7 separate regions of the Mus musculus genome follow, and all the other regions are linked to region 5. A link is a contact called in public promoter capture Hi-C data. All regions are on one chromosome and are shown on one strand. The core of a region is the stretch at or near the end of the contact, and the rest is flanking DNA. Distances in the headings are between cores, read along the strand shown. Region 1 holds the start of Flicr (Foxp3 regulating long intergenic noncoding RNA). Region 2 holds the start of Prickle3 (prickle planar cell polarity protein 3). Region 3 holds the start of Tfe3 (transcription factor E3). Region 4 holds the start of Syp (synaptophysin). Region 5 holds the start of Suv39h1 (suppressor of variegation 3-9 1). Region 6 holds the start of Ccdc22 (coiled-coil domain containing 22). Region 7 holds the start of Wdr45 (WD repeat domain 45).

Region 1 (3,581 bases), core at 912-3,411, 500 kb before region 5:
GACTTTGTTTTTAAACTAGCATCCCTAACATTTCCTCCCTGGCCTGGCTATTTACTAGCTGAGTGACTCTGAGCAAGCTCGAGCACCTCTCCGAGCCCCCCACCCCACCCCATTTCCCATGAACTAGGACTCAATATAGTGCCTACAGTCAACAGCACATTCAGCTGACCTCAAGAGGAGAATGTCCCTACCACTCTTAACAGAGATTAAGAAATGCTGCCCACCAGACCTTTTACAGCTACAATTATGCCTCAGTTACCTTCCCTACGGGTACTGCATCCAATTCAACCACACAATGGGAAAGCCATTCCTCTCTGACCAATGAGGAAACTGAGACAAGAGTACACAACAAAGCTGAGTTTGGGAAAGGATACATGGACTGTAGTGAGCATCTAAGCTTCGATGCTAATTACCAGCACTATGGCACTACTTGGAACTAGGCTCGATCCTGAGTGCTTCTGCTCATCCCGTGAGGTCTGTGCCATAACTTCCTGTTTTACAGATGAGGGTGTTTATCTACGGCACGATGCAGCTAAGAATTGGATACGGTCACACTAAAAAGTGGCAGGCTTAGGGTTTGAACCCAGGTAATCGAATGGCAGAATCTAAATGCTTCAAGGTCCATCCACGAAGAGCTAAACCTTTCACAGCCTAAGCCCTTACCACAACCAGCAGATCCCACAGCACCCTGCTCCATCATGCAGCTTCGAAGGGACAAAAGGGCAACCTCCCCTTCCCATTTCTCATAGGAGCAGGAAAATGTATGCATTTCATAGGGGCTCTAACTGACCCCGGGCATTAGGCCTAGCTGGAGCCCTTGACAAACGTATAGCCCTGGTAAAGACCTAGAAAAGCATTATATCAGTCAGTTTACAAGAGGTGTGCAAAAAAAAAAAAAAAGAAGAGCGATGTGACCTTCAAGTCCGCTTCTCATCTGTTTCCGCCTCTGCCAAGGCTAATGTTTTTATGTGAGAATAGAGCCTCGCTCCCTAAACTCCACTGGAGGCCTCAGACTACCAGAGGAACAGTTTTTAAAAAAAAGGATGCATAGACTTCAAAGCCAGAAATGGTTGAAACTAAAAAGCCAAGTACCACCACTTCCTCAACCAGTTTCTCTAACTCTGGCTTCCTGCTGTGGCAGATAGGAATCAGACTGACTCCCCACGCCGGGAGACCCTTAGTCCACACCTTCGCACGTCATGTTCTCTCCACTCCAGCACACTGGCTGACAGTCATACGAAACCCAGAACCACCTCAGGACTTTGCTGTCCCCACTATCTACATCTACCTCCCCTGTATGTGCATCACTGCTCCGTACCACTCTGGACTCAAGTTTAAATGCCACCTCCTCAGAAAGAGTCCTACCTGGTCCAAACTCTACCAACTCGCTCGTCCATAACTCTTCGTTATCACCGTCTGGGACTCTTCACAAGAGCTCACCCTCAACACGTCTGCAGCAGCCACTCCCTCCAGAGCCTTACAGTATTTTCCTCTCAGCACTAACCTTAGCCCTATTTATCTTATCTGCTTGTTTGCTTTTGCATTCTGTTTCCCAGAGGAGCCTTTGCGGGATGGTTGGGGACAGGGAAGGTGTCTGTCTTGTTCAGGGCCTTATAGTGGAACTCAATAAATGGATGATACCCCAGAATTTAAAACAGTGCCTAGCACATGTTTGGCCTGCACTACTCTTTGACCGAATGCACCCTCCTGCCTGTCCTGGAGAGCAGGCCTGGGGGAGGGGGAAGTGCTGGGATGGGAGGCTTCTACATCCAGCCCTGTGTTGGTGGAGGTGGCGCTGGCAGACATTACCTGCGCCTCACCGGCTTCATGCAGCTCTTCAGCTGCCTGGCCTCAGCCTCCACAGGACCCTGGCACTCAGGCTGTGGCTCCAGCTGCTGCAGCTGCTGCTGCTGGGGCAGCCCTTCGGCATCAGTGGGTGTGGGAGCGGGTGCGATCCGGAGCAGGACAGTGTAGTTGCGGCCATGGTTGTTGGCCCAGAAAGTGCCCTCGGGGGTCTCATAGCGCACCACGAAGTCGAGGCGCGCCCCATCGCTCGCGCCCTCAGCAAAGGGCAGCTGGAAGGCAAAGCGGTCAGTGCAGCCACCGTCGTCGGGTGAGGAGGCTGACATCTGGCCAGGGCCCAGGCCTAGCCCGGGATCCAGGAGGGGATCTCCTGCTCCTGTTCCTCCCACTCCTGCCCCAGGCGGGCTGCGTGGGACATAGCGGGCTGGGTGGTCGCAGAAGGTAGCCCAACCGTCGTGTGAGGCCCGCACGTGCACCGCCTTCTCGAAGGAGCGGTTCAGCACGCGCACCAACCCGCGCACCACTGGCGGGCGTCCCCCAGGCACCCACACCCCGGAACCCCCGGGAACCGCTCCAGGAGGCGGCAGCAGCGCCTCCAACTCCACCATCACGCGCCCCAACCGCTCCAGACGGCCCAGCGCGGGCGGCAACGAAAATGTGGGCACCAGGTAAAACCCCCCGCCAGCGGGAACGGGGCACGGCGGAGAGGGATCGGGAAAAGCCTCCTCTTCCTCCTCCCCTTCATCCCCATCCTCGCCATCGTCTTCCTCATCAGCCCCGCCACCGCCGCCATCTTGCCCGGTCGCCGCCGCCATCTTGCCCGCCCCGGGCCCGCCCCACGGCCGGTAGCGGCGTAGCTGCGCCAGAGGCAGCCCCAGGGCCTCGTCAGCGAACAGCACCCTCCGCGGGGCCACCGCCGCCTCAGCCGAGGCGCGGGGCTCTCCCGCAGCCGGCGACGGGGGCGCGGGATGCCGCAGCGGTGGCTCCACAGGGGCCGTGCGCGCCATATCGGCGGCGGCGGCGGCGGCACCGACGGCACCGGCGGTGGGACCGGCGGGGGCAGGGCCTGAAAAGGCGGGCAGCCAATGAGAAAGCCAGAACAGGGGGGTGGGGCTCCAGTGGAGCGTAGGCGGTGAGCTAGAGACAGGTACGGCCAACAGCCAATGGACAGCCACGCGGGAGTGACGTACAGGTGATTGACAAGCAGGAGAAGCTAGCAACCAATGAGGACGCCCGCGCGTGGGCGGGATGGAAGGCGGGATGATAACGGAATCAATGGAGAGGCCTGAGTAGGGTTAATGCGGGCCCGAAGATGTAGCAGCAGGAGTATGACAATTAGTGGGAAAGTCTGAGCACGAAGGGCATGGTAGGCGGCGGGAAGATGAAATGGCTACAAGCAATGGGGGCAACGGGGAGCGAACCCAGAGGTCCAAAAACTGGGAGATCCGCAGGTTGCGTAGGCGGTGAGACGTAAGACAGATAAAATGAACAGCCAATGGAGAACTGCACGCGAATGATGTAGAGACAGAATGACGATAATAGTTGCAATGAGCCAATGGAGGAGTCTAGTGAGCGCACACTATGGCTTCAAGAGGTGGTAACAAGGTAGATCTAGCCAATACAGAGACTGAACAGAGACGGGAAGGCTGTGTGTGAGCAGACATGGAGGCGGGGCTGTAGCGGGCGGGGGGGGGGGGGAGCACTAAGGCATGTGAGGAGTGAAGGTGGGAGCGAGAAAGAAATGGGGATCCAGGGTGAAGGCTGTTATATCTCAAAGG
Region 2 (3,551 bases), core at 772-3,271, 420 kb before region 5:
CTCAACTGAAGCTCCTTTCTCTGTGATAACTCTAGCCTGTGTCAAGTTGACACACAAAACCAGCCAGTACAATTGACCCCTTGTCAACTTGACACAAAAACACATCACTATTAAGCCTCAACCCTTACTTTCTGTTTTTGTTTGTTTGTTTGTTTGTTTGTTTTTGAGACAAGGTTTCTCTGTGTAGCCCTGGCTGTCCTGGAACTCACTTTGTAAACCAGACTGGCCTCGAACTCAGAAATCCGCCTGCCTCTGCCTCCCAAGTGCTGGGATTAAAGGCGTGCGCCACCACCACCACCTGGCCAACCCTTACTTTCTTATTCATCCCCCAAATCTAAATAACTTTAAAAGTCCCACGGTCTTTGCATATTAAAAGTTCAATCCCTTTAAAATGTTCAGTATCTTTTAAAATTAAAAGTCTCTTAACTGTGGGCTCCACTAAAATACTTCAAGAGGGAAAAATATCAGGGCACAGTCACAATCAAAAGCAAAAATCAATCTCCAACCATCCAATGTCTGGGATCCAACTCACAATCTTCTGGGCTCCTCCAAGGGCTTGGGTCACTTCTCCAGCCATGCCCTTTGTAGCACACACGTTGTCTTCTAGGCTCCAGATGCCTGGACTCCACTGCTGCTGCTGTCCTTAATGGTCATCTCATGGTACTGGCATCTCCAAACACTACTGTCTTCTGCTGTAACTAGGCTTCACCAACAGCCTCTCATAGGCTCTCTTCATGGTGCCAAGCCTCAACTCCTTTGCATGACCCCTTCTGTCCTGGGCCATCAGTTGCAACTGAGGCTGCACCTTCACCACTGGCCCCATGGCCTCTCTCAGTGCCGAGCCTCAGCTGCTCTGCGTGACCCCTTCATGCCTACAAAACCAGTGCCACCTGGGTGACTCTTACACATTACCAAGTCCAGCCACAGCACAAGGTACAACCTTGGCTATCTCTGGAACACAGCCTCTTTGTGCTCTCAGAAAACACTTCCCAGAAGATTTCACCTCAGTGATGCTGGTCTCTTCTTAATCACGGCTAATTTCTTAGCTCCAGCTAACCAGCATCAGTAGTCCCAGTAATGCAAAGTTTTCTCTTTGTTTTGTTTTTGTTTTGTTTTTTTCGAGACAGGGTTTCTCTGTATAGCCCTGGCTGTCCTGGACCTCACTTTGTAGAGCAGGCTGGCCTCGAACTCAGAGATCCACCTGCCTCTGCCTCCCAAGTGCTGGGATTAAAGGCGTGTGCCACCACTCCCGGCTTCAAAGTTTTCCCTTTAATAGTTCTGGTATCTTGTTAATCACAGCTGATTCTTCAGCCCCAACTAACTAAAACCACAGAATCTTCACAATCAAAACAGCAATGGCCCTGAAAAGAGTCTTTAATCTTCTCTGGAATTTCACAAGCCAGACCTCCATCTTCTGCACTGTTCTCAACATTATCTTCCAGCCTCCTACACAACATCCCACAGAGCTTTTAACACCGAATGGATCTTCTAGCTCAAAGTTCCAAAGTCCTTCCACAGTCCTCCCCCAAACATGGTCAGGTTGTCACAGGAATACCCCACTATGCTGGTACCAAAATGGAACAGATCTAGCAGGATGCTGAGCGCCACAGAACACCAGCTACCACTGAAGATGAAGTTGGGATGGTCCTTGTAACGCTCACCCCGGGAAAAGAGAACCTGGGAAGGGACCAAGAGGTGGCTTTGACCCCTGTCCCCCAAAGCTTTCAAGACCCTATTCTTAGAAACAAGCACTCTAGTGTAACACTCTCACCATGTCTCCACATCCAAACCGTTTGCTTCCGGCTTTCCAACACTAAAGGCCATGCGGCACCGAGGGATACTGAAGGCTCAGCCTTCTGACAGTCTGCTCCGGCTCTAGCCCTGGGATGAACGCCAATAATGGGCTTTCCAGCAAGGCACTCACCTTTAGATAGGGGACACCAGGGTGACTGAGACACTACACAGGCCGTGGGGCGGGCCCTAGAAAGCGTGCTCCTCCCACTAAGTCAAGTTTACGGAACAGAGCTGCCAGGCCCGACGCGCCGTGGCAGCCGACTCCATTCGTCGGAACCAGCCGTGCTTGAATCTGTCTGGGCGCGCCATGTTCGCGCGTGGGTCCCGGAGGCGCCGCTCTGGGCGTGCGGTGAGCAGGGCTCAGGACAGTGGTGGGGGTCAGGGGTAAACTAAGATCCAGGCGAGGGGGGCAGGGCACCGGGACAGAGGGGAGGCACCCTAAGGGAGGATCTGGGAACTCCCTTCCCCAGCTTTCCCAGACTGGGGCACAGAGACTGAAGTAGAATCCTGGATGCAAAAACGTGTAGATATGGTGGCTCAAGCCCCTAACACGCCTCATACTTTTATCACTGTTGCAATCTGGGGATGCCCCCCTTATCTGTGAATTAATCTGAAAGGTGAAAAGAATAGGGGCTTGAGATTTGAGGTTGAGCAAGAGTGGGGTATCCTGAGTGTCTGATTAAGGGACCTCATACATTGAAGGACTGTAGAGTGAAAGTGGGGGTCCTTCATCCCTGGGTACCAAGAGTCAATGAACTAAGATTTAGGATCAGAAGAATTTCAGGTTTCCATCGGAGTCTGGAAGCTGACCTCCTAGATAGGATGGTGTCTCTCTTGTTTTGAAAGATCTTTAACCAAGAAAGGTGGAATCTGGACCAAAAAAGAGAGTAGTCCTAAACTATGACGGGTAAAGAGAAAGATTTCTTGGGCTAGGGCTTTCTGAATGGAGCAGGGATGGCCTGCGGTCCTCAGGTAGGAGAGATGGAGCCAGGGTTTGGGGGAGGGGCGGGAGAACTTCTGAGGGAATGGCATTGCCCAGAGTCCATGAGGGATCCCAGGGAAAGGAGAGGTTCTCAGACGCCTGCCCTGTGGGACTGGAGTGCTGCTGGAGCCCTGGATATTGAAGGGAGACTTGGGAGGGAATGCCCAGACTAGGGTCTCTGCTCTAGTAGGTAGAGGACTCTCTCTCTGACAGACCTGTCTGAGAACTAAAGAGGGACAGACCAGCCCAGACAGAAGAATTCCCTGGAAAGGGAATACAGGAAAGTAGTCTCAGCTGCCCTGCCTCTGATTTGAATGCTTCCTCCTCCCCCGCGCTCCAGGCGCGGTCTCAGCCTGCCCAGCGCTGCCCCCAGTAAGACAGGCCCCAGCCTGCGGTTGTGAGCCTGGGAGTGGAGTAGCAGGCGTTGACTTCTTCCTCCCTCCTCCCACACCTTATTTCTTCTTGCATCTGCTCCCACCCACCACAGCCTCCAGAGGCAGAGGACCCTGCCCGCGGCCAGCCTTGCAATTCCTGCAGGGAACAGTGCCCAGGCTTCCTGCTGCATGGCTGGAGGTAAGTGACCCTAGCCTTTGTCAGAGATCCGCCCCATTGCTTGAGCTCCGCCCACAGAGAGCTCAGTTGGGAAAGAAGCCTCAAAGTTCTTTCCAGGGCCCCGCCCCTGACTCATTCCCAAGAGACCTGTTCCCAGAAGAGTTCCACAGCCCTGAACCCCAAAAGAATCTTCTCTCAAGTCTAAGTCCCATGTCTAGAGCGA
Region 3 (3,475 bases), core at 148-2,647, 310 kb before region 5:
TTTATTTATTCTATGTAAGTACACCATAGCTGTCTTCAGACACCCCAGAAGAGGGAGTCAGATCTCACTACGGATGGTTGTAAGCCACCATGTGGTTGCTGGGATTTGAACTCAGGACCTTCGGAAGAGCAGTCGGGTGCTCTTACCCGCTGAGCCATCTCATCAGCCTGCATCCTTGCTTTTTCTTCCAGGAGTACTCGTATCTCAGACCATTCTGCAACTCACTGTGTAGCTAAGGATGATCTGGACCAACAAATTCTCTGCTGTTCATGTCCCTCCTCCTGTGATGACAGAGTTGTCCCACCATACTCCCACACCCGCTGTCATAAATTTTCTCCTGCTCCAACTGATGGTCTCAGGATGCTGGGAAGTAGGATGGGAGAAGTGGTGGGCTCTGGTGTTTTATGAACTACGTGTACCTGTTGGTGTCAGTGGAACTTCTGTGTCTGCGTCACCCTGCATTTATCTGCCGCACACAGGCTCCTCCTAAATGATTGATCAAGCAAACAAGTGAGCAAATCGATTAAGGTTGGGAAATTTCTTGTATGCAAAACAGCTTGCCTGCCTTTTTCCTTATTTATATATCTCTTATCCTCATAACTTTGCCAACACAGTTTATGGCCCCATTTGCCAGGGCAGGAACGTGGAGGCGCAGAGTGGAGCAGGTCTTCTGCATTATTCAAATAGTTCATTTTGATTATAGAAGTCATTCTCTGGAAACCAGATCTAATTACCATCCGTCCACTCATTCATCCATCTGTCAAAAGCTTCATTGACCGTCTATTGCGTAGTACAACGATCATAGTACAACAAATACTTTAGATAACAACAAAAAAGGCTGAGCTCTTTCTGGAAGACCAGCTCCGTGGCTGGACTGTGGGTACCAAAAGGGCAGGGTTTCAGCACCACCTTTAAGGAATGTCGGTGCCTCACTCAAAGTGGCTTGAGAAGACATGGGTACCAAGAAGTTGGGGTGCGGGCTGGGAAGATCCAGGGCTAAGAGCCGGCATGGTTCCGCTAAAAAAAAAAAAAAAAAAAAAAAAAAACCTTGGCATGGAGACTTTCCACGCAGGTGCAGAAAACCCAAGACTCAGCTTAATATCTTGCTGGGGATGGGGATTGGGGCTGGGGGGCATGAGGATGGTGTGGATAATTTGAGGGAGGGGGTGTGGCTCAGGAAGCTACGTAAAAATGAAGGCGTGGCTCAACCAAATCACTCCTCTCCTATTTGCTTCCGCCTCCCGGGGCGTGGCCTAAAGGCCCTTTTCCGAAGGGCGGGCCGAAGCCGGTGTTCCCTACCGCTCGAAGTCGTGGCTTAGGGCGGGCTCTCCAATCTCCCGGCTGCAACTGGCTGCCTTGCTCAGGAGGTATGGCCCAACCAGACTTCCATCCCCAGTGTGGTCACTTCCTGTGGAGTTTCCCCAGCCCAAGGAGGAGGGGGAAGAGGACGAGAGGGAGGCGAGCGGTCGTTCGGGGTTAGGTTGGGGGGTGTCGGTCCGTTCAGGGCGGGTGATGACTCACGGCCCATCCCATCTTCCCGACGCCGCCCGCCCACGCAGTGCTAGCTCCATGGCTTAACGGAGGAGGCAGCGGCAAACAGGGGGAGGGGGACTCTTATTTTGTTAGGGGGACCGGGCCAAGGCCCGACCGGCCTGGCAGGGCTCGCCCGGAGCCGGGCGTCATGTCTCATGCAGCCGAGCCAGCTCGGGACGCCGTAGAGGCCAGCGCGGAGGGCCCTCGAGCCGTGTTCCTGCTATTGGAAGAGCGCAGGCCAGCTGAGTCGGCCCAGCTGCTCAGGTGCGGGGCCACCTCTGGGGCCGGGAGTGACAACTGAGGTTCCCCGGGGACTCATCTCAGGACACGGGGGGTCCTCGACTGGGGTTGGAGACTCTTGGCCTAGGCTTGAAGGACGTCGGAGTGCCCATCTTGGGTGGGCGCCTCAGAAATCTGGTACTGATCTGCTTGGATAGACGCTTACAGGAGTAGTGGGAGTGCGTGAGGAGGGCAGAGTCATATTTGGGGGGGTGTCTTTGCTGGGTCTAGCGGGGCAGATCGTGGAGTATACAGAAACTGGTTTGCTGTAGTTGAACTTGGAAACTGATTAAAAGCTGAATTGGGGATTGTTGACTCGGTCGCGGAGGGATGAATGTGAGGGCATACATACTGTCAGGTGAGGCACTGATTTTAAGGAAATCCTGGGGTTTCCCCCCTCCCCCTTTTAGTGTGTGTGGGGGGAAAATTCAGGGAGGCAGAGGTGTTATTTGGGGCACCTAGTGATTCCCAGTAGCCGGTGCTGTGTTTTTGGGAATAGCACGAGTCTAAAGGAGTTAGGGGGAGGTCTCCGATCTGCCGGGAGTGTGTGTGAATAATTGAGCGAAGCAACTTGCTGGGCCCAATCGGTTCACTGTTGCTACCCCGCTCAGCTGGCGTCTGTACAGAAAGGCCGAGATAGTGGAAACCCCTCTTGTCTTATCCAATGGGTGATAAAATGTGATGCGGCAGGGCACACTGGAAAGATACAGTTCACTTTTTAGGCGTGGGGGGTTGGGGGGAGGCCTAGAGCCTTATATGGAAGCCCAGAGGAGGGTCTTGTTTCTGTTGCCACTCGCCCTAGCCTTGCAGCCAAGCCGGCCCTGCCCACTCCCTACCCACACACCCCCTCTTCCTTTTATTTCGCCCTCCCAGCCGGTCTCTCAGTTCCCGGGTGTAATCTTGAATCAGTCTCTAGAGCTGGAGTGAGTACCGATTGCACCATTCCCGTCTGGGTGGGTCCTCAGTCTCTCCTTTTCGGCTCCTCTCACCTCCATCAGCCTTGCTTTGAAGCTCCAGGCCTTCCTTGTCCATAGCCCTGCCCTCTCCAGCCCCCACCTTTTTCAACTTAACGTGCAGTGGTGTGTGTGAGTATGGGAGGGGGGCTGCCTCCTCTCTGCCTGGGATTGTGCTGAACTCAGCTACTCTCGGAGCTTCCTCTTCCCGACTTCCTGGGTGGCTTTAGAGCCCCATCTGCGCAAGGAGAGGAAGGAAGACCATCGCTGGGGAGGGGAAAGACTTTGTACTGAGCGGAGTCACAAGCTTAGTGGATTCTAAACTTGACTGAATTCAAGGGTGCATATTATTTGGGGATGCGGTGGGTGGAACCCAGGGCTTCGCACTTGCTAGACAAGAGCTGTACCACGGAGCTATCCTCATCTAGTAAGGATGTATATTCACCCTCGTGCGTGTTTTGCCGGGACACTAGGGTCCTTTCTCCCTAACAGGGAGGACTGAGCACAACTATCGTGGATTGCTTATAACAGCCTTGATCATCGCAGTAATGGGCACAGTTGAAAGGAGGGATGGATATTGCTTTGCTGCTCTAGTGCAAGTCCTAGCTCCTATGGGTTTTTTGGTTGGTTTGTTTGTTTGTTTGTTTGTTTTTATGACTTGAGATGCAGGCTCCGTATGTAGGCTAGATTGACCGCAGCCCTCTTCCTTC
Region 4 (3,812 bases), core at 1,307-3,806, 440 kb before region 5:
CGGGATCACCAGTGGGGAGTGTCTGAAGTAGAGCCCTCCTCACTCGTGAGACAGGCAGTTCTTATTTCTATCTCTTGAGTCAACCAAGCCAGAAAATTTGAGGGAAACCACAATCAAAGACTAGGACTCAAACTCAGTTACACAGGGACTTGAAACAAAGGCTTGGAGCAGTTGGGCTAACGTCTGGTGAAAGCGCAAGTTAGAGCGGAAGCATAAAATCCACTGAAAACTAAGGTTGGGGGCTCTACCATGCAGTCCTGAATGCTAGGCTCTAAAAGCACGGGGAACCATAGGAAGGCATTGAGTAAGGTAGTGACACAGTTAACTGTGCATTTTAAATAGATGCTCTGGTGGTATGCTGAAAACAGAATAGAGGGAAAGAGACTGGAGATGCTAAAATTAGCAGAAACGATGGTTACCTTAGCAGGGAAGGTAAAGGGGGAAAACAGTGAGAAGTCAATGGCTTCCAAAATAGTAAAATGAACCCTATTCTAAGTGCACTGTAGTTGATTATCTGTGGGGGGCAGGGGAGGTAAAGGCAGGGTTTCTCTGTGTGTAGCCTTGGCTGTTCTGGAACTCACTCTGTAGACTGGGCTGGCCTCAAACTCACAGAGATCCACCTGCTTCTGCCTCCTGAGTGCTGGAATCAAAGGCGTGTGCCACCATCACCTGGCAATTATCTTTTTTTAACCAGCACAATCATACACATAATATTTTAAAACATTTTACATGTCCAAAATCAAACAGGAGTAAATATTAGAAATGAGATTCAAACAACCGAGAGCTAAAACGCAAACAATTGGGAAGTATCTATTATATACTTGTGTTTTGTAAATAAATATGGGAGCCAGGCATGGTGGCACATGCCTTTAATCCTAGCATTTTGGAGGCAAAGGCAGGCAGATCTCTATAAGTTCGTGGCCAGCCTGATCTATACAGAGTGAATTCCAGGACAGCCAGGGCTACAGAGAGAAACCCTGTCTCAGAAAAATAAAATAAAATAAAATAAAATAAAATAAAATAAAATAAAATAAAAGGTACAGGGGCTAGGGAGATATCTCAGAAGGTAAAAGTGATGGCCAAGCCTGAAGACCTGAGATAGATCCACAGGACCAATGTGGTGGAGAGAACTGACTCCCAAAAGCTGTCTTCTGACTTCGACTTGTGCACCCACACATACACACAGTAAATAATTAAATGTTAAGAAAAGTATAAAAGCCAGAGCTAGCCGGGCAGTGGTGGCGCACACCTTTAGTCCCAGCACTTGGAGGCAGAAGCAGGCAGATCTCTATGAGTCCGAGATCTACAGAGTGAATTCCAGGACATCCAAGGCTACTGAGACAAACCCTGTCTCAGAGAAAAAAAAAAGCCAGAGCTCACATGATGCAGAGATAACATGCCAGCACCTGGGCAGGGGAGGAAAAAGGATAAGCTGAGGATAAGGTCATCCTCAGCTGCCTGGGAAAGGCATGGCCAGCCTCAGGCTAAGTGAAATCCTATCTCAAATATACAGCCGGGCAATGGTGGCCCACGCCTTTAGTCCCAGCACTTGGGAGGCAGAGGCAGGCGGATTTCTGAGTTCGAGGCCAGCCTGGGCTACCAAGTAAGTTCCAGGACAGCCAGGGATACACAGAAAAAAACCGGCCTCAAAAAAAAAAAAGAAAGAAACAAACAAACAAACAAATAAATGGTATCCAGTCAAATGTTTCCAAATTCAAGCAACAGAAGGGTATAAAATGGTGATTTTAATCTCAACTATATTTTTTCCCTTGCATTTTGTAACATGGCAATCATCACTGAGGGTGCTGGGCCTAGTTTTAGTATCATGAAAGAAGGTAAGTAGTCTGTTAAGAGACAGCAGAACCCACACAGTGAGATGAGAGAACCTATCTGGCAGGTAGTCCTCTCCTCACACTTATACAGGATTGCCCCTCCCCTTCCCTCCGTCCCTCTCTCTATGCTAAATAAATGTATTGTTAAAAGAAAGGGAGCTATCACACAATAAATACATGGATTTTTAAAAGAGGGCCAAGGAATAAACAGAAGGTAAACTATATAGTCGGCTATAATTTGACCAAGAAGAAGAGAAAAAAAATGAGATGGTTAGAGTTTGGATGTGCTTAAAATGCAGGTTTTCCAAAAGGAACCCTCTAGACCTTGAACTGTCTTTAAACTGTGGAGACGTTTAAACTGCAAGGACTCTGAACACTGCCATTACCTAGCTGTGTGACCTTGTGCAAGTCACTTAATCTCTCTGGAGACTCATTTTCCTCATCTGTAAAAACAGGACTAATAGTCACTGCTACATAGGGATTAAATGAGAGAACACACTTAACAAACAGGACTCAGGTTGGCAAAATGTCATCCGGTAGAACTGAGCGGTCCTCTTACCACCCCCCTCCCCCAGAGCTACCTGTTTTCTAAAAGGACCCTTCGCTCAGAGACCCAGAGTCTCTAGCCTCCCGAATGGAATGGCCGCAGGCGAGTTGGGGCGGGCGAGGAGTATGGGGCGGGGGGGAGCCATGGTGCGCAGGCGCTTGCTCAAAAGATAGGCAGGGTGCAAGGGGCGTGGCTGCCGCCGACTGGGCTGTTCCGACGATCGCGCACCGCCCCCGCCGCTCCCCGCGCCCGCCCTTGCTACCAGGCACCTTCCGCCCCCCGCATTGCTGATGCTGCTGCTGGCAGACATGGACGTGGTGAATCAGGTACGCGCTCCAGCACCGTGGACAGAGCCCGGCGCTTGCAGAAATCTGGGTGGCTTTGGCCCTCGAACCCTGAGAGGTGGTGGCGAGGGGAGCAGAGATACGGTCGCTGGAGCTGGGGCTGGGGCTGGGGCTGGGGCTAGGGGTCTGCAGCAGGCAAGGGGAAAGGGGGAGGTGGAGAAAAGGAGTGCGCTCTTTGCCGCAGCGAAGGCTGTCCTCACTGCCGCAGAGGGGGCCTCCAGATGCCCCAAAAGAACTGTCGACCTGGAGGGGGAAAAGAGAGATTCGGGTCTAGGAAGAGGGCAAAGGGGTAGAGAAGGGGAGGGGATAATGAAAAATGACTCGGGGGGCTGCAGATGAGCTAGGAAATAGAGCGACAGAAGGTGTGGGGGCGGGGTGGGGGAGGGTTGGCACCCGCCCCTCCCAAAAAGAATGCACCCCGGTAGATGACGACCCTTTCACCCCCGGAGCAGATCTAGAGGAGGACGATCCAATTTTGCCTCTCCAAAAAACCCCAGACTCCTCGTTCTCAGCGCATGTCCAGTAAACCCATGCCCCCAGCTCTTTCCCACCTTAAGAGATCACCTCCGCCATCTCCCTCTTCTTCGTCACCTCAAAATCGGCTTTCTCCCTAACCGGTAGCGACCCCTCCCCATCCCCATCTCCTCAGACACAACCATCGTCATCTGACTCACCTTTACCACTGCAGACCTCTCCCCTCTGCTGTTGTGACTCACCTTCAGCACTTGGTGCCCCCTCCCCCACTCTAATGAACCCCATCTTCTTCCACTCAACCTTTTCTCCAATCTGACTCACCTTTAAGCAGTTCAGACCTTCCTTCGCTAACTAGTCTGGACCCCCATCTATTTTCTACACCCAACCTCCTCTGCCATGTGACTCATCACCTCACACTTCACCACTCCTGAGCCCTGGGGGTGGGGGGCTGCTGAGACCCTGATGTTTACTCCGTCCCCAAAGTGTCGTTTTTCTCCTCCTCACTCCCTCTCCATATGTCACCCACTCCCGGAGGGTCACATGTCCTATCCCCAGGGATCATTGCTTGGCAGCCTGGCCCCTCACTTCCATCCCTATTTCCCACACCCCTTCCCC
Region 5 (3,366 bases), core at 833-3,332:
CCTCATCTGGGAGAATCTTCTACTCCAAACTCTGGCCCCCTAACTCTGGAATGGCAAGGATGAAGTGGCGCTTGTAGCAATGGGCCCGTCCATAAAGGGATCCACTGGCAGAACATCCAAGGCCTTAAGCTGCCTGCAGACTTACCTTCGGTCAGAGCCTTAAGCAATGCTCTTTGCACTTTGCAAAAGACTGGGGTGCGTTAACTAAGAGAGTCAGGGTAGGACAAAAATCCCTAGGGCAACAAACAGAGGTGTTGCTATAAAGTCTTCACTTATCTGAAACTCCTGGGCCACTGGATTTTGGAATTCAAACATTTGGGAATTTTACACAAGTAATTTTAGGCGAATTCCTGGCATAGGACATTAAGCCATCTATACTCAAAACACATTAACAGCAAACACATCTATAGCAAAAGCCTTGATTTTTCACATTAAATATTCTCACTGAATAATTTCACTTTTAAAAATCCCTTGCCATGATTAGTGACACATTTAAGAAAGACTTTTATTTCAAAGGACTTTAGGTTTTGTAATTATAAAGATTGTAGAAAGATATTACATTAAACTGGGCATAGTGGTGCATACCTTTAGACCCAGGAAAGGCAGAGACAAGCTGATCTCTGAGTTCTAGGACAGCCGTAGTCTGTCTCAAGGAAAAAAAAAATCCCTGTCTCGGGGGTGAAAAGTACAACTCAATTCGAAGGGATCTGCTCTCAATTCAGGAACATGTAAACAATACATGTGGTAGGTAAGCCCCGACAATGACTCTTGGTCACCAAAATTATTGTTCAAGAGAAGCGGATTTAAAGTATACACATTTTTTTGCTTCAGAGCACATCCCTTCTTCAACGTAATTTTAGAAGCCATTTTTAAAAAATCAAAATATGTCACAAAACCACTTGATGCTAGGTGTATGCTGTCAGTAGCCAATGCCATCTTTTAAGGATGGTTTTTTTCTCCTCCCATCATACGACTCAAATCTAAAACAATCCTAATAAGATGCTCTAGATGGTAACCTAAGAACACACAAACACTTCAAAAGAAAAAAAGATCACTGCGTACATATACACTGATCCTTTTTTATCCAAGGCCCAGCAGAGACTAATCCCTCTCCTCCGAGGCCTCTCGGTTCCCGGAGCCTCTAACCTGCGTCTGGAACGCCTTTGAAAGCCCCAAGAAGTGGCCTGCAAATACCATTTGCAGTGCCAGCAGCCGCACTCCTCCCCACCGCAGCTCCGGCTCACACTTGTGGAATCTCTTCTCAGCGCTCTACTCGAGGCCGAGGAGCCCGCCCAGCACGCACAAGTCACCCCTCTTTTCCTGCACATGGAGGAGCCGAGCCCTCCTCTCACCGAGGCCCCCCCACCAAGTCCCGCTTTCCGGGGAGACTCGTCTACCCGAAAACCCTGCCCCCATCTCGCCTCGATCCCTTTCCCACCTAGAGTCGCCGGCTCCCCCATTTTGAGAAGGGGGTCCGTTCCACTTCTTCCTCCCCTTCCGGCGTCTCCCGTGGAAACCGAAAGGGTAACGGTCACTGAGAGCCGCCTTTTCCCGCGCGTGGCCGCAACCTTCTCCTTCAGGACTCTCTCTCACGCGCGTAGGCGCGCCGGCCAGCCGCGCGCGGCCGAGAAACCCCGCGCGCGGCCTGCGCAGCCCCGCGCCCCCCGCGGCCGAAGCACGCGCCCCCTCCCCTCAGCCCCGCCCTGCCCGCGCGCCGGGCCCGCGCTCTCGGCCCCCACGTTTGCCGCGCCGGCCTTCCAGCTCCAGGCTCCGTAGCTCCGGACGCCTGGCCTGGAGCCCCGGCCACCTTCCCTCCATTCTACTCGGCCGGGCCAGTAGCTCGCGTCTCTAGCACCACAGCTTCACCTTTTAAATTTTCCGCCATCTTTCTCCACAGCTAACAACATTCGGGCCTAACCGGCCTCGCGAGAAGAGAGCGCGCGCGGGCGTGGCCGGGGACGCGCAGTCGATTGGCCGCTCCTCGCCGCTCGCAGCTCCGGCTCGGACCAACCGCGGAGCTGTGCCTGGACTCCTCCCGTCACCAGGAGTGGTCTCGAGAGCCCGTGCTCGCTGCCTTTATTCAGAGTGCGCCTGCGCAGTAGCAAAGCTTGCCTTTGCTCCAGGACCCGCCCCTTGTCAGTCATATTGCTAGCCAATCGCGGCGTCAGCCAGTCATAAAGGGCTTGTTTTGTGCAACCCCAATTCTGCCAGTCATTTATTTTAACCTCGCGCAGGCATTCACTGCCAGGGTGGACCTAGAGCCATATATATAGGTGCTCAGCCAGTCACCTGATTGAAATAAATAATAAGTCGGTCGCCGCCATCAGATGTCCGTTTCCATCACTCGCTTCTTCATTCACACTCAGTCAATAGTAGCATCCATCTGTGCCCTGCAGCCGTCTGAGTTCATAGAAGCACAACCCTTGTCAGGCAGCCTGCTATTCCCTCAAACTGTCCCCATCACATTGTTAGCCAGGCAGCCCTTTCTCCATCTTCCTTGAAGGAGACGTCTCAAACTCCAATGGCCACCCATGTCCCGAAGTGGACTGGGATTAGGTCAGGACAAATTATTGTCAGCACCCATGTAAGAGCCACACCCAGCGACAAAGTGCTGGAGGAGGGAGACAGGAGCCCCAAGCTTGCTCTTAGAGGACAGAACCCATTCCTGTAAGCTGTCCTCTGTTCACACCTGCACTTTGGTAGGTGTATACACACATACCCCAAATAAATTTAATATTAAAAAAAATACAATGAGATCAATCAAGGATGATGCTTACCATTGACCTTTGACCTACATATGTGTCTGCATACACACATACACACACCCAATAAATGTAATAAGAATTAAAAAGAAAATGGATCACAATCAAGGGAGATGCCTGCTGTTGACCTCTAGCCTACATATGTGTATGCACACGTACACAGTCCACAGTAACACGCACATATACCAGAAGAGTTAGAAAGAGCCAGGATTTCGCAAAGTGCAATTATTACAGATTTACAGACGTATTCATATCTCTAGTGTCAACAAGACATGAGAAACCCTATACTGCACAGCAGGAGGACAGAGTTACGTGCTACACAAACTTCAATGTGGCCCATCAATTATTTTTCTAAATCCATTTCACTAAATATCAGCTTAAAGTAATTTGGGCATCAGTAGTTATCATGAAATGCTTCCCTGACTTATCTTTTTTTTTTTTTTAGATTTTCTTTTTTTTTCCTTTTTTTAAAAATTGGTTATTTTATGTATTTACATTTCAAATGTTAAACCTTTTCCCTATTTTCCCCCTGGAAACCTCCTATCCCATCCTCCATCCTCCCTGCTTCTATGAGGGTGCTCCCCTACCACCACCAAACCACTCC
Region 6 (3,514 bases), core at 909-3,408, 470 kb before region 5:
TACAGCAATTTATTGAGTATTCTGGAAAAATCAACAATCACTCCATAGCCACAGGCTGCTGGGATACAGGCTGCCAAAGTATGTGATCAACTATTCCTATAGCAACTCAGTTTTTGCTTTGTGCATGCTGGAGACTTGAACCCAAGACCTCATACATATGAAGTACAAACTCTGAAACTGAGCTACACACTGGTTCACTTTGGCTTTCACACACAGCCAACACAGAGAAACTGAGGACCAAAAAGGTTAAAAGGCAGGTTCAAAGCTGCAAAGACAGTGAGCTACAAGAAAAGGTAGACCTCTCTGCTCTTGACCACAGTAAATGGGCACAGCTCTGAAGTGAAGAGGGGTGGGTGCTTCATGAGAGCATCATTTTTGGAACTATGAGAAGCACAATACAATGGAACAGACAATGACCTTCCTCTTCCCCAGTCCCATTGATGAAACAAGTAATCGCAGGTCCGATAGGATGCCCATGAGGTCTGGGCAGAGCTAGTCAGAGCTTTATTTAGGAGAATGTAACCCAGTCAAGGTCTTCCTTCAGCCCTAATAAATAGGTAAATGGCCTACTATGTGACAGTGGAGTGAGATTTTGATGTCAAGCTTAGAAGGTGGCTGTTAACATTAGCCTGAGCACAAACCGAATCAGCTCATTTAATCCACACAAGCTCATTATATCATCTCCATTTCACAAATAAGGAGAAGGCATAGAACAGTTAGGGTCACACAGAAAGCGTGAACTGAACTAGGTAGGGTCTGAACTAGTCACACAGTTTGGCTACAGAGGCAGCAGCTTTAGCTATACAAAGGGACAGAGAAGAAGGCAAGTGTCAAAGAACTTGGCGACTTTGTGAAAAAGGAAGGAAGACAGTGTGCACACTGGGAGGAGGGCACTCACCATGCAGGCCTGGGCCAGACTCATGGCCAGGCGGAAGCGGGCAGACATGGCTGGTGGTAGCAAGTGACTGAGGCCAGAGCCCACATCAGGATTAATCACTCGAAGGCATCGGACCACAGCCTCTACGACCAGCTCAGTGGTGAAAGCTCGCAGAGTCTGCACTTCTGGAGGAACTGCCCTAAAAAGGAAAGCACCAGGCTTGAGTAGTTAGGAAACAAAGTACAGACTTCTAGAGAGGGAATGCTCTAGAATCCAGGTCGGGGCAGGGAACAACCAAGGCTTCAACAGATCCTGGGTGCTGGTGACTATGACCTTTACTTAGTCCTAAGACCTCGGTGAATGAGGGTGACCTGAATTCAGAAAAGTCTCAAACTCCCCTACACTTCAAAGTTTCCAACCTCTGGGATCTGCAAAAGTGAAAATGGTCCAAGTGGCACAGTCTCCATATTTCTGGGCACCAGGACATTGTTCTTTGCATGGCAAGGCCTCCTAGATCTACGAGGTTTGGGAAAGCTACATAGGAAGAGGCTGGAGTTTTCAGAAGTCTCAAATGTCAGGGTCAATAAATAGAAATAAAAAATCGGGCATCCTAAATTTTGGCATCAAGGACTTTTAGGTCCCTCAAATAGTGCATCCTTTGTGTTCCTGTGTTACCAAGTGCTGCTACTGTCAGAATGTAGGGCCCTGGTATTTTGATAAGTCCTGGGAGTTTCAGGAGTTATTGTTCGAAGATCAAGTTGCCAGTCTCAGGAATTCTGGAGACTCTGGGTGCCAGACTCCTGTGTTATCAGTTTCCTGGTGTGGGTGTCCTGGAACCTCTAGATATCAGGATCCCAGCATATGCAGGTCTCAGTTTGTAAGGTGTCTGAGTCCTCGAGGTTTTACCCAATGTCCACATCAAAGTATTTAGGAAAGTCATGATGTTAGAGTGTAAGCAGGGAGGAGGAGGAGAGGCTTCGGAATCCTGTAAGTTTGGGCCTTTGGGTGTCAAGGTCTTCATTTTAAGGTTCCCGGGTAATGGGGGTCCTAGGATTTGGAGTCCCGGATGTGAGCAATTGGAGGCGACTGGGGGTTGCGTACTTACGTGCCCGCCTGGCGCAAGGAATGGATGAGGATTCGGTCAGCCTCCTCCATGGTGGAGTTAATTCTAACTCCGGGGCTGGGTCTAGGACCAGATCAGAGAAATTGGAGCTCTCCGCGCTGCTCTCGGCGCGGCGAGGACAGAGAGTCACGTGCCGCGCGAGGAACATTGGGAAATGTAGTTCTAAGGAGTGAGCGTTGCGCAGGCAGCGGCGCTGGAGGCGGGGTGTGAATTACGTAATGGCTCCTGGAAGTTGTAGTTCTTTCACTTGTAGTCCCATGGTCTCCTCCAAGGGAAAAAAAAAGGAAATGGGCTGGGGAGTTGAGAGACAGGACAGAGAAAAATTTTCATTTATAAGACACGTTCATCTTCCAAGCTATAAAAGTTTATACGTGTACAAAATGACTGTTCCCCCGTGTCTTGCTAGCCTCATCTGTAAAGTGAGAATTTGGATAATACCTTCTTCCTAGGGTTAAGACATAATTGCTACGACTGGGGATGTGACTCAGGATAGCCTCACAACCTGAGTTCTCTCCCTGAGATCCACATGGTGGAAGGCAGGAAATGACTTGATAAGAGTCTGAATTCCACGTGTGCACTGTGACACATTTATGCTCGTGAGCACACACAAAAGGATCATAAATAGATTTTAAATAAATAAAACAAACGTCATTGCTCGAGTAAACCTACTTAACCACCAACCACAACAAACTGAGGTCGATCCTCCCTGGGACCCAAGAGACATAAAAAGAGAATGGACTCCTACAAAATGTCCTCTGACATCTACACATGTGCAGCAGTACCACTATCATGCACACAAAATAGATGGAAAAAGCAAAGAATTACTAGACCAGGCGTAGTGGTAAACATCTGTAATCTCAGCACCTGTCCCAAGTGTAGATTGGGCTACAGAAGGAGATCACCTCCTTATGAAACCATTCCTTATTGAACAGCCTCTTTTGTCTCTACTATCCAGTAGTGCTAACATTTGTCATAATCACACATACACATCACATACTTGACTCAGTTTCTGAACTAAGCTCTCTCTCTCTCTCTCTCTCTCTCTCTCTCTCTCTCTCTCTCTCTCTCTCTTTCTCCTCTCGTTGTGCTATCCTGTCTTGCTTTGGTTTGGTTTTCAGACAACAAAATCTTGCAATGTAGCCCAGGCTGGCCTCAAAATTGTAATAATAATATTTCTTTCTCCCAAGTGCTAGGATTAAAGGCTTGTACCACCGCCCCTGACTGTATTCTATTTTTAATTACTGTAGATTTACAATGAGTCTTGATATCATATATGGCAAGCCCTCCCATCTTGTTGTCTTGTTCTTTTTCAAAATGGATTTGGCTTTTTTGTTTTTTGGTTTTGGGGTTTTTTGTTGTTGGTGGTGGTGTTTTGGTATTTTGTTTTTGTTTTTGTTTTTATTTTTTGTCATTTGTCTCAAAGACTGTCAATTCCAAAGAAAACTATGCTGAGATTTTGTTTGGTATAGCTAATGCAGAATGCCAAGAAGATCACTTTGGGGAACTTTACAGCA
Region 7 (3,710 bases), core at 1,149-3,648, 350 kb before region 5:
TTAAAAAAGATGAGGTTAGGGCTGGAGAGATAGCTAAGCAGGTAAGAGCACTGGCTGCTCTTCCAGAGGTCCTGAGTTCAATTCCCAGCAACCACTTGGTGGCTCACAACCATCTGTAATGGGATGTGATTCCTTCTTCTGGTGTGTCTGAAGACAGATACTGTGTACTCATACATACATAAAATAAATAAATCTTTAAGAAAAGATGAGGTTAAGCCTGGCGTGGTGGCGCACGCCTTTAATCCCAGCACTCGGGAGGCGGTGGCAGGCAGATTTCTGAGTTCGAGGCCAACCTGGCCTACAAAGTGAGTTCCAGGACAGCCAGGGCTATACAGAGAAACCCTGTCTCAAAAAACAAACAAGAAGAAAGAAAGAAAGAAAGAAAGAAAGAAAGAAAGAAAGAAAGAAAGAAAGAAAGAAAGAAAAGATGAGGTTAAACAGAAGATTACATGTTAATTGGAGGGACTCTGGCCAGCTTGAGCATGGCCAACCTGGCTCTGGCAGGCCTTGCCCTTCTCATTCCCTCTTCCTTGCTAAAAACCATTAGATTCCATTCCTAAAGCTAGTCCCCAAGGTCTATTCCTTACTTATCCACTTCCTCCTCCTGATGCTGATTAACAAGGTCAAGCTATCAACTGTTGAAATCCAGCAATCAAAAGTGGCCCTTTGGCTCCCCTAATTAACAGGCCCAGTTAAAATGAAACACCTCATCCTAACATGGGGTTTCCCCTTTTACCTTTATAGACCTCCTTTTTCCTATATGCAACGCCTGTCTGGCTTTCTCCTTGGTCCATTTCCCCTGCTCCTCCCTCCTCTATCTCTTGTCTTTGTCTCTTATTCCCTGCCCTCTGCCCCTCTGGGATAAATAAATCTTTTTTGCTGAGAACTTGGTCTTGGGTCCTGAGCTGATACTTCTCCTTTCATTAATAAAGCCTTCACCTCAATGAACAAAATACAAGGGTGACTGAGAATGGTTCCCAATGTCAACACTGGGCCCCCACATGTATACATACTCATGCATGTGTGCCTACACACACATGCAAAATGATACATACACACACATGCACCACATGTATACACACACACAGAGAAATGGAAACAGTCAAAGAAAGGGAGTGTTGGCTGTGATTATTGTTTAACACATTTGATAGGTAAGGAAGCCAGGGCTCAGTGGGATTCAGCAACTTGCCTGTGGATGCACAGCTAAAGAATGGTACAGTAGCCGGGAGGAGGGAATCTTCTAAGGATATGGGATATAGAATAGAATCATATAAAGGGATAACAGGGGAAACTACAACAGAAGGATTAAGTATGGAGGTCAGTATAGAGGAGGGACTATAGAAAGGAAGGGGTGATTAAGACTAAAGGTCTTTAGGCCAGGCTGTGGTGGCGCACACCTTTAATCCCAGCACTTGGGAGGCTGAGGCAGGTGGATTTCTGAGTTTGAGGCCAGCCTGGTCTACAGAGTGAGTTCCAGGACAGCCAGGGCTATACAGAGAAACCCTGTCTCGAAAAAAATAAAAAAAAACATAAAAATTAAAATAAGTAAAGACAGAAGCAGAGTGTTAACTATTATGGCTCTGATTATGGTAAATGCAAGGTAGTTCCCCATTCTTCTTTCCCTTTTATTGACTTTTTTTTGTAACTCAGGATGGCACAAACCCTCCGATCCTGTTTCAACAGCCAGTACTAACTCGTTTATTATTTCTCACAACTGTCGTGCATATTGCACTTATCTCAACACTCTAATATTTCCAGTGTGCAATTTGGGGCCTTTTGTGTTTCCATGTAAGCATTCTCTGTTTGTAGCTTTTGTTAAAAAAGACAGGACCTCATGTAGCCCAAGACAACCTCGACTGTCCCTCGCCAACTACTAGCACTACAGGTGTGTGAGCAATCACGCCCGGAGCACTCACATTTTACGGTAACAAAGGATCTTTTTGTAAAGAGCTAGGAATAGGGTGGGGAAAAGAAAGTAAAATTCCACTCTTATCTTTCCCCTACTCAAGCTGATCTCAACTTTCAAGATCTTTTATTCCAGCCAGGAGCACCCAGAGCCACAAGGTAAACAAACATTGATAGCCACTCTAGCCCAACTCGGAGAACTCGTTAGCCTGGGAGGTTTGCCCCTCTATCTCTCCGTGAGTTAACGAGTTCAATGCTTGGCCCGCTTCCGTTTGGGGGTGGGGGCAAGCCCTTTCCCGGGTTCCCTTAGACAGTCCTGCCTTTGGGCAGTCTTTTGTGCCTCCAGTCCCCTAATCCGCCCTCATTCTTTTTCCGGAACTTCCCTCGGAGGACTCTACTACTGCTCGGGATGCTCCACAGGTCCGCCAAGTGGGTGAGAAGAGCCCTGGCTGGAGTCTCTGCCCAGAATGAGTCACTTCCGTTCACAGACTCCCTCCTCCGGAAGTAAGACCTGATGTAAACAGCAGAGCTGGGCACCAAAGCCCGGGAGGTCAGAAATTTGTGCCGCAGGCGGCACCAACGGCTAGGGCAGGGGTCGGGGAGGGGTGATCAAGTCGGCAGAGGTGACGCGCATCTGGAGCAAGATCCAAGGGTTGGTCACGGTCATGGGTTGGGTGTTTCTACTAGAGGTCTTGACAGGTGATGGATGGCTGGGGATATGGGGGCTTGAGTCGGTGCTGTCTTGGAAAGGATCATGGCTTTTGGGAGAGGGTGAGGCGTTTCAATTAGGGTTCTTCGTTAGTGTGGGCATTTGGAGCATAGATTTAAAAAGGGCTCTTGGAAGCTAGTGCTCTCCAGAGTATGGCTCATGTAGAAGCAAGACCCAAGTTTTACGCGAGAAAAGTAGATTTGCGATCTTAGCTGATAGGTGTGCCTGAAGAGAGGTCTTGGAAGAGATGGGATTTGAAAAAAGGACGAGGTTTTTAGGGCAGGAATGTTTAGGGGAGGGAGTCAGAGCAGCAGCAGCAGCAGCATTGGTAGGTTGAGGTTTTCCTAGGCAGGATATGGGTTTTTTTTTTGGGAGGGGGTGGGGCTAGCGTGCCCTAGGGCAGAACCTTCAAGAGATAGCATGGAGACAAAAGGGACAAATTTTAGGGGGAGGGGACTCATGAGTAACATTGTGTAAGCTTAGGGGTCGTGGGTAGACAGTATAGGGAATGGAATGTGTCACATGTGAAGAATTTGGAATGTCAGAGTAATGCCTCGGGTGTGGGGTAGGGTGTGGATTGGTCTTTAGGACTTAAGTAGAGGGAGTGGAGGGGGTTCTCAGGCTTGCCTTTGCCTTGAGAGTTGGTCATATGAGAGAAGGGTTTGGGGAAAGTATGCTGCATGGGAGGATGTAAATGAGATACCCTGGAGGCGAATAAGCCTCCAGGTAAAGTTAGAAGGGCTTGAGGAGGGCAGTTCTGTGGGTGATGGGCCATTCACGGCAGTGAAGATGCAGGAAACCTTAGCTTTTTTTTTTTTTTTTTGTTTTTTTTTTTTTTTTTTTTGAAACCTTAGCTTTTGTTCCACTATTTATTGACAGGTGGAGTTGGGTGCCGGTGTGCAGATGAATAGCTTGTAGAGAGGTTTGAGGTCATATCAAACATTAGAGCTAAGAATGGCTGGGAGGGGGGAGGAGGTACCATGGGATATTCCCTACCCCATTACCCCATGCTTGGTGTTTGTGCCTGTTATGAGGCTTTTTGTCATTATGGGCCGGGATACGTTCTGCCTGTGGTCTTGGTTTAAACAGATACTCT

Evidence for each region. Promoter capture Hi-C pulls out the DNA fragments that hold promoters and counts their contacts. Capture Hi-C pulls out chosen DNA fragments and counts their contacts.
Region 1: a promoter capture Hi-C map of erythroid cells shows a contact between it and region 5, with 18 times the contacts expected there. The contact joins the promoter of Flicr here to the promoter of Suv39h1 in region 5. A contact is called at or near these places in 6 of 39 promoter capture datasets (embryonic stem cells, erythroid cells, liver and 2 more), 1 of 484 Hi-C or Micro-C datasets (embryonic stem cells) and 2 of 9 other capture datasets (adipose tissue and liver).
Region 2: a contact with region 5 is called in a promoter capture Hi-C map of liver, with 3 times the contacts expected there. The contact joins the promoter of Prickle3 here to the promoter of Suv39h1 in region 5. A contact is called at or near these places in 5 of 39 promoter capture datasets (the C10 cell line, cranial neural crest, liver and 2 more) and 2 of 9 other capture datasets (adipose tissue and pancreatic islet).
Region 3: a promoter capture Hi-C map of pre-B cells shows a contact between it and region 5. The contact joins the promoter of Tfe3 here to the promoter of Suv39h1 in region 5. A contact is called at or near these places in 23 of 39 promoter capture datasets (the 3T3-L1 cell line, 3T3-L1-derived adipocytes, the C10 cell line and 17 more), 2 of 484 Hi-C or Micro-C datasets (embryonic stem cells and uterus), 3 of 115 datasets of contacts at active chromatin or transcription factors (effector CD8 T cells, embryonic stem cells and extraembryonic endoderm stem cells) and 2 of 9 other capture datasets (adipose tissue and liver).
Region 4: a contact with region 5 is called in a promoter capture Hi-C map of adipose tissue. The contact joins the promoter of Syp here to the promoter of Suv39h1 in region 5. A contact is called at or near these places in 2 of 39 promoter capture datasets (liver and neural stem cells) and 2 of 9 other capture datasets (adipose tissue and pancreatic islet).
Region 6: a contact with region 5 is called in a promoter capture Hi-C map of erythroid cells, with 15 times the contacts expected there. The contact joins the promoter of Ccdc22 here to the promoter of Suv39h1 in region 5. A contact is called at or near these places in 6 of 39 promoter capture datasets (cranial neural crest, erythroid cells, frontonasal cranial neural crest and 2 more) and 1 of 9 other capture datasets (pancreatic islet).
Region 7: a promoter capture Hi-C map of fetal liver shows a contact between it and region 5, with 4 times the contacts expected there. The contact joins the promoter of Wdr45 here to the promoter of Suv39h1 in region 5. A contact is called at or near these places in 15 of 39 promoter capture datasets (the 3T3-L1 cell line, 3T3-L1-derived adipocytes, the C10 cell line and 10 more), 4 of 484 Hi-C or Micro-C datasets (CD4 T cells, CD8 T cells, embryonic stem cells and 1 more), 4 of 115 datasets of contacts at active chromatin or transcription factors (effector CD8 T cells, embryonic forebrain, embryonic stem cells and 1 more) and 4 of 9 other capture datasets (adipose tissue, embryonic stem cells, liver and 1 more).

What each region holds. Positions count from the first base shown.
Region 1 is chrX:7,571,439-7,575,019 of GRCm38.p6, forward strand. Flicr (Foxp3 regulating long intergenic noncoding RNA) reads left to right here and starts at 2,162. Exons shown (of 3, transcript NR_029473.1): 1 at 2,162-2,471. It overlaps Ppp1r3f (protein phosphatase 1, regulatory subunit 3F), which reads right to left and starts at 2,843. Exons shown (of 4, transcript NM_138605.3): 1 at 1,810-2,843. The coding sequence starts at 2,810.
Region 2 is chrX:7,655,358-7,658,908 of GRCm38.p6, forward strand. Prickle3 (prickle planar cell polarity protein 3) reads left to right here and starts at 2,022. Exons shown (of 9, transcript NM_001290624.1): 1 at 2,022-2,143; 2 at 3,264-3,349. The coding sequence starts at 2,102.
Region 3 is chrX:7,761,264-7,764,738 of GRCm38.p6, forward strand. Tfe3 (transcription factor E3) reads left to right here and starts at 1,398. Exons shown (of 10, transcript NM_172472.3): 1 at 1,398-1,797. The coding sequence starts at 1,682.
Region 4 is chrX:7,636,024-7,639,835 of GRCm38.p6, forward strand. Syp (synaptophysin) reads left to right here and starts at 2,557. Exons shown (of 7, transcript NM_009305.2): 1 at 2,557-2,705. The coding sequence starts at 2,670.
Region 5 is chrX:8,072,678-8,076,043 of GRCm38.p6, forward strand. It overlaps Suv39h1 (suppressor of variegation 3-9 1), which reads right to left and starts at 2,083. Exons shown (of 6, transcript NM_011514.2): 1 at 1,867-2,083. The coding sequence starts at 1,885.
Region 6 is chrX:7,603,262-7,606,775 of GRCm38.p6, forward strand. Ccdc22 (coiled-coil domain containing 22) reads right to left here and starts at 2,159. Exons shown (of 17, transcript NM_138603.3): 1 at 1,983-2,159; 2 at 899-1,076. The coding sequence starts at 2,032.
Region 7 is chrX:7,719,822-7,723,531 of GRCm38.p6, forward strand. Wdr45 (WD repeat domain 45) reads left to right here and starts at 2,399. Exons shown (of 11, transcript NM_001290792.1): 1 at 2,399-2,557.